Regions from separate parts of the Mus musculus genome. Here region 1 is linked to region 2. Evidence: chromatin contacts called from public HiChIP or PLAC-seq data. All regions are on one chromosome and are shown on one strand. The core of a region is the stretch at or near the end of the contact, and the rest is flanking DNA. Distances in the headings are between cores, read along the strand shown.

The links. HiChIP or PLAC-seq counts read pairs in DNA pulled down with a chosen protein or histone mark.
Region 1: an H3K4me3 HiChIP or PLAC-seq map of embryonic limb bud shows a contact between it and region 2, with 3 times the contacts expected there. The contact joins the enhancer-like site here to the promoter of Pcdh18 in region 2. A contact is called at or near these places in 3 of 39 promoter capture datasets (cranial neural crest, embryonic stem cells and second pharyngeal arch cranial neural crest), 4 of 484 Hi-C or Micro-C datasets (granulosa cells, nephron progenitors, neural progenitor cells and 1 more) and 4 of 115 datasets of contacts at active chromatin or transcription factors (astrocytes, craniofacial prominence, embryonic forebrain and 1 more).

The regions. Positions count from the first base shown.
Region 1 is chr3:50,361,873-50,365,612 of GRCm38.p6, forward strand. Slc7a11 (solute carrier family 7 (cationic amino acid transporter, y+ system), member 11) reads right to left here. Exons shown (of 12, transcript NM_011990.2): 12 at 3,064-3,740. Among named protein-coding and RNA genes, the nearest start is that of Slc7a11, 80 kb to the right of the region's middle. Within about 2 kb of position 1,974, at least 6 of the 459 cell types and tissues checked have an H3K27ac peak or open chromatin away from gene starts, as enhancers often do. A contact at or near this core is called in embryonic limb bud, where this site is marked.
Region 2 is chr3:49,756,047-49,759,795 of GRCm38.p6, forward strand. Pcdh18 (protocadherin 18) reads right to left here and starts at 1,270. Exons shown (of 4, transcript NM_130448.3): 1 at 1-1,270. The coding sequence starts at 818.

The DNA of each region.
Region 1 (3,740 bases), core at 724-3,223, 610 kb after region 2:
CTACAGGATCCTTCTGCACACATTTATTCAGTCCTATTTCTTCTTTCTCCATATATCTCCCTTGTTTATATCTCCCTTGTTTATATCTCCCAATAATAACAATCCTCTCTCGAATAATAATCCTCCCTCTAACCCGGGCCTCTCACTCTTATATACTCTCAGTTCCCATCCACGCACAGCAGGCCACGCCACCTCACCAGGCACGCAGCTTCAGCTAATCAGGGCAGCAGGGGCAAATCTCCACCAAATTGGATTCACCTGAATCCTGGTACACCTGCGCAGCACTCAAGATGTTTGTGTCTTATATGAGGAAGTCAGGTGCAAGTCATATGACTTAGCTGCAGTCTCTGGCGCCTTTGGGACTGCCGCCACACCCGCTCCCCACAGGGCAGTCTCTGGATGGTCATTCCTTCAGTCTCTGCTTTACACTTTGTTTCTGTTACTCATTCCATGGGTATTGTGTTCCCCCTTCTTTTTTTTTAATTGGGTATTTATTTCATTTACATTTCCAATGCTATCCCAAAAGTCCCCCACACACTCCCCCACCCACTCCCCTACCCACCCACTCCCACTTCTTGGCTCTGGCATTCCCCTGTACTGGGGCATATAAAGTTTGCAAGTCCAATGGGCCTCTCTTTCCACTGATGGCCCGCTAGGCCATCATCTGATTCATATGCAGCTAGAGACAAGAGCTCCGGGCAGGTATTGGTTAGTTCATATTGTTGTTCCACCTATAGGGTTGTAGACCCCTTTAGCTCCTTGGGTACTTTCTCTAGCTCCTCCATTAGGAGCCCTGTGATCCATCCAATAGCTGACTGTGAGCATCCACTTCTGTGTTTGCTAGGCCCCAACATGGTCTCACAAGAGACAGCCATATCTGGGTCCTTTCAGCAAAATCTTGCTAGTGTATGCAATGGTGTCAGCGTTTGGAAGATGATTATGGGATGGATCCCTGGATATGGCAGTCTCTAGATGGTCCATCCTTTTGTCTCAGCTCCAAACTTTGTCTCTGTAACTCTTTCCATGGGTGTTTTGTTTCCAATTCTAAGAAGGGGCAAAGTGTCCACACTTTGGTCTTCATTTTTCTTGAGTTTCATGCGTTTAGCAAATTGTATCTTATATCTTGGGTATTCTAAGTTTCTGGGCTAATATCCACTTATCAGTGAGTACATATTGTGTGAGTTCTTTTGTGATTGGGTTACCTCACTCAGGATGATGTTTCCCCCTTCCACACTTTAGTCTTCCTTCTTATTGAGCTTCATGTGTTTTGCGAGGAGTCTTTAGTGCACAGAACCATATCATCCATTCATTTTTTACTTCTCCTTTTCCTATATATATTCTCTTTATTTCTGTCTCTTGTCATACTACTCTAGGTAAGACTTCAGACAGTACAATGAACACAAGAGGAGAGTGCTTATCCTTGTCTTGATCCTAACGTTAGTGGAAATGTTTTTCCCCACCTAACAGGATGCTGACAACTGCTTTATTGCACACAACCATGGCTCTGTTGAAATGGACTCTCTGTCCCTAATATCTCCATGTCTTTTATAATGAAGCAATGTTGAATTTTATCAAAGGTCTTTTTTACATCTCTTCACACTATCACGTAGTTTGAAATTAGGCACATTAATTTTTAGATATTACGCTATTGATTTGTGTATGTCGAACCATCCTTGGAGCAGCTGGCCATACTTTTACTTTTATATATGGAATAAACATTGCTGAGTATTTCCTATGCTCTCCTCCCTAATTTCTTAAACTGTGGTTTCAATTCCATGTATTGTCACATAACCAGATGTGGTGATTATGGAAAAACTTGGCAGGAGTAAAAGTTTTTCTGACTGCACTATGATCAGAAAATAATTCAAAACAAAATACACAATGAATCCCATTCATCGTGAGCTGGGCAGCACCCTCAGGCTGCCTCACTCCACCTCACTGCAGGCTTGGTTCTGAGCACACAACATATCCCATTCTGTCACCTCATACAACACCAGCTCCTGCTTTCTGAAACAACTCAGCTCAGGACTGGGACTGCTCTAGGCTACGAAATACAGTGCTTTTGCTCTGCGCACACAGCTTTGCCATTCTGGAAATATAATGGCTTTATTATGAAAGCTTAAACTTGGACTGCATTAAAATATTTGATTTTCAAAATTGTGGACTCACATTTTTTTTCTTTTAAAAACAATCAGTAACACCTGCTTGGGATTAAGCTAGGATTTCTAGTGTGTCCTTAAGTTTGTTTCTACCTTGTAGTCACATGTGCTTATGTAAAATGTCTGTCTCTCTCAGTTTTGGTGTTTATAGACTCAAATCAACAGACAATTCTGAAACATACTGAAGATCCTCTACATTCTGCAATATCAAATATTTTAGCAAGATTTTTTTAGACTAAAAAATAAAGAAGCATATCTGCTTATTCATATGCAATTTGCTTTCATCTTTACATTTTATGGTAAAGTCATAAATGTACCTAATAATTGTTTTTGAATAAAATTTCTATTAGTAGTAAATATTTGATCAAAATGCCTATTTGGTAAATCCCTATACTTAGAATTGTGTAAGACTTTTTATACACTATGGAAAGCCCTATGTTATGGAAAAAAACACACACACACACACACACAATGGGAATCCCTACACATTATAGAAAACCCTATACACTATGAAAAGCCCTACACACTGTGGCAAGCCCTACATACTATATAAAAAAGTTTCAGGTTCATTCAGAAACAAGTAAATAAATGGGAGACAGTTTTGAAGATGTGACCTGATTTCAGTTTCACAAAGAATATTCTCGTGAAACACAGTTTTGGATTAGAAAGAAACAAGAAATGATACTCTTGTCAAAGGTCACAAATGAAAAGACTTTGTCCTACAGGTGAAAATAACACATTAGGTAAATGAGAGCAGAAGCTAGACAGACATGTACTCTGAAGATGCTGGAGAGATGGGACCTGCCTACACTGTTACTTTACATACAGCAAATTAGTGCCAAGAAATAGTTCAACACATGCAGACAATCAATGAGACAAAAAAAAAATCATAAAAAGCGCCAGCTTCAGCTTAAAGCAGTATTTATTATAGAAAAGAAACATGATGCTTAATATGTAAACTATGAAATATTTATTCAAATGTCCATTTGAAGTATTTTCAAGTAAAAATATACAAACACAGACATATAGAGAAGCAGCTAGAAGCATTAACAAGTGGCCAGCTCCGCAAATGAAATGTAATTCAACAATGCAAATTTTTGTGACATCATACTGCACCAATGCATCCATACAAAAAGATGAACAAGAATTCCCATCGGGAAGTACATTTGTTCCACTGTGCTTTTCCAGTCCTACAAATAGCGCACAAATACCATCGAGCAATGAGTTTGTTGCAGCAGCACTCTCCCAAGAGGGAGCTCACTTCGCTGTGGAACCTGCTTTATCTCACACATCACATGTTTGTACACTCGTGCCAAGGAATTCAAAGATACATCTCTATGCTGTGCTCACAACTCACCACTCAGCATCTGTGTATCAAAACCACCTTGCCCTTTTAAGTATTCACCATTTGTACAAAATACAGCCATCACCTTCCCCAAGGTTCAACATCGCAATGCCATGGTAAAGAACTTAGCCAGACGTGAGGAACGCAGAGAACACAGGGTACCATTTTTGTCTAGGCAGTGTGTTTCCAATCCTGTATCGAGATCACCAGAACAAAGGTGCCATGCTCCTACATGG
Region 2 (3,749 bases), core at 20-2,519:
GGATCGGTGGCATTTAGATCAAGGAGCAAGGTTCCAACTGGGGAGTTTTCTAAGAGTTGTATTGTGTAAGAAGGCTGCTCAAAGGCCGGGCTGTTGTCGTTGGAATCCGAAATGCTGATTTTCAGGATGGAGGAGCCAGACCTCTGAGGCACTCCCATGTCGGAGGCGGTGAGCTGAAGCTCGTAGCTAGCCTTCAGCTCCCGATCCAACTCTTTCACCACTATGAGTTCAGCGTACTTGGCCCCGTCTGTCCTGGTTCGCACTTCGATATTAAAATAATCATTAGCAGAGAGCGAGTAGGTGTGGAGGGAATTTTCCCCAACATCTGGGTCGAACGCACTGTCCAGGGGGATACGAGTCCCAACTGCTGCGCTCTCCGATATCTCAATGGGAATGACGGGTCTCGAGAATTGGGGGGAATTGTCATTAATGTCCAGCACGTCCACTTCAATGTGGAACAGCTGCAGATGCTCGGTCGGCAGAGTGAGCACATCAAACTCTATCGAACAGTTCAAGTTTTTTTGGCATAGTTGCTCGCGGTCAATTTTAGCCCCTATGCTGATTTCTCCGGTATTCTCATTTACGACCAGGAGAGGAGAATTCCCCCGTGGCATGGCTCGAAAACGAACAGCAGAAGGATTTGGTAGCTTCAATAAAACATCAGCCACATCTTCTGATAGTCTAGCAATTACCGATCCGACCCTCTGCTCCTCATAAATCCTGTATTTCAGATTCTTAGCCAGGACATCGTGGCTGAAAAACGCCATCAGAAGTGCAAGTGCAAATCTAAAGTGCATTTTAGTATTCATTTGGTGCATTGGTCAGTTGCTAGATTCCCTTCTCAGGGCGAGTTAGAAGAGCCCAGCAATCCCTTCAACTTCCTCCCAGCCACTCAGAGCTCTAAGCCACATCGGGTCTCAGAGTCTTGAAAGCGACTCTTAATCACACAGCAATTAAACAGCTCGCAAACTTCAGTTTTCATACACACCGTTTGGCGACTTCCAGATAGGAGCGTGAAGTCCCTTCCTGGTAGGGGTGGCCGCTGGTCCTCCTGGCTGGGAGCAGCGTGTCACCTCGGCCTGGCTCCCCGCGTGGACTCCGTCCCCATCTATTGCAGGGTGCTGGCGGAGTCTGCAGTCTGTGTTTCCCGGGCGATTCTTGATTTTCCCCCCTTTCCTTTTCTCTGCTCCGCTGCAGACTAAACACCGGTGATTGCTGACTCCAGTCTGAAAATCTCTACAACTTCACTTCAACTCAGACAAAGCTCTTTGCCTGGCGTGTGTTGAATCGCTTCCAGCCAATCAGCGAGCTTCCAAATCCGAAGCTGCTGGAGTCACCGGAGCGAGGGAGGGCGCGCGTGGAGGGTGGGAGCGGGAGGGTGGCGGGCGCGGGTTGGGGACCCGCTAGGGGCGCGGGAGCGCGGCCGGGGGTGGGGTTCAGCCCTCCCGCCCCTCCTCCATCTCCATCCACTTTCTCCAAGCGTGCCGCGACAAAGGGGAGACAAATTACAGCAGGAGAGCGGTGTGGGGGTGGGGAGACCGGGAGGGAAGGAAAAAGAAAGGAAGAAAAAAACTTTAAATCAACTTCTGGTCGCCTGTATTTATATATGGCACATTAAATAGTTCTTGTTTTCTTAATTGATCTTTTCTTCTGCTACAAACATGTAATCATCTTGCTTTTTTCAGGGTTCCTTAACTGCTGGTTTCACTTAAAATACCTCCAAGTGAATTTTGTCGGTGGAGGAATTTAATAAAATGGGGAAACTTGCTTCTAATTATGCACACACCCCCTCCCCCTCGGCGGGTCTTTTCTCCTCCAAGGAGCAGCAAGCCGATTTTCTTGGAGCTCTGTTTTAAAGAACAGCCCAAGTGGAGAGGTTTCATTTTCTGCTTTCTTTCATCTTTACTCTTTGAAGATAAGAAAGGGGCCTATCTTGCACTCCCGATTTCTCTTAATTAGCAAGATTTAAAGGAACACCTCAGAGTTTGGAACTAATTAGCAAAAAAATTCTACCTTATTTCAGCCCTTTCTTTAGCTTGAGCAAAATTGTTCCATATATATATATATATATATATATATATATATAGCCTTGCACTTAAAAAAATCCTATTTATTTTGGGCAAAATTGATAGCTTGGGTAAAATTGGTAGCCTTCGCCTAGCGAATTCTTCCAATAGAGTACTATCTACCCATAGTGAGTTTTCACAATGAGTTCTGAGGAGACATGGACTCAATAGTTTACAAGTCAAATTTTTATAATACATACATTATTTATGAAAACAGTTTCCAGATATGTATTTTAAAAACCCAAAGGTTGTTTACACTGAGAAATAAAATGCCTGAGCTGAAAATTGCATTTTGTGTGCATCAGAGTGCTGGAAATATCTCAGGAGGTTGGTGCTGTATCCAGGTCACGGGGTTGATATGGTATTCTTATTGGGAAATATGATTATTTATGATGCTCCTTCTGCTCTGCGGCTCCTTTTAAGTTTATCACTCTGGCTCCATTCTTGCTCACCCTCCCCACCCCCCCTTTGCATTATCCCTCAGCTGTCTTCAGCTACTTGCAAATTCTGTGCTTCACAGAATCTCCATGTAACTTATTTGACATTTATTTTTCTCCTATTTTGCCCCCCAGAAACACATTTTTTTAAAAAGTAATTTTCTGATTTTTCCACTTTGCTTACTCTCAGCAGAACTCAGCTATAGTCACAGAGAAGGTACTCCCCCAAGAAGAAACCAGAGAAGAGCCCCAATACAAACTCTCCTTCATTCTAAGCATTCAAAAACATTTTATGAGCCATTGTCTCACCCCCATTCCCACCCCCAGAAACCAGTGCTGTGTGTCAAATTGTGCAGACTAGGATGTCTGCTATGAATGTGTTTAGTGCTATGTCACTCTGATGAACACTCTGCCCCCCCAATAACACCATTTTACAAGTTTGCAACCCTTTCAAATTGCTGATCCCCAAACCCTATAGACAAACTCAGAAAACTACCATAAGCAACTGGGACTTTAGAAACTCACAGCCATCTGGCCTATGTCGCTAACAATCTGAGCCAATAATTATGTCAGTTCGGGCTTTAGAGAGCCTCTCTGTAAAAGCCAAAGGAACAAAAAAAGGAGTTAGTGACTATTCAAAATTAGGGAGAGAATTCCAAAGACATCTAAGTCTATCAGTTTGAGGACTTTCATCTGTGAATGTGATAAGCATACTGCCACAACGCATGCCTTGGCTTGGTCATCTTCATTTATGGGATGCGTCTTACATTTGCTTAGAGCACCATGCTTTAGCAAATCTTTCTCTTCCTCCAGGCAGTGTGCTTGCCCATAAATATTATGAAAATGACTTCATCTTCCAAGGTATTCACCATAAATTGACAGGTGAGATGTGGCCATTCAGAATGTGTTTCTGTGCTTATGACTCTAGCAATCTTGGAATCATCTCGCGGATGCTTGCAATCTCTTTACACTTAGAGCAGAGGCTAATGTCTTCCTGAGTGGTTTACATAGCTACTTGGTCTGGGATAGAATCTATGGGGACATGATACCTCACCCCTTTAATCTAAGCACTTGGGAGGCAAGTGGAACTCTATGAGTTCAAAGCCAGCTTCGTCTGCATTGCAAATCACCATTCAGTAAGAGCTATAAAAGGAAACAATAATATATCTCTTTTATATGTTTCATTAATTCTAACAATTATTTCTTACAACTACAAAGAAAGTACAAAAACACAAACAAACAAGCA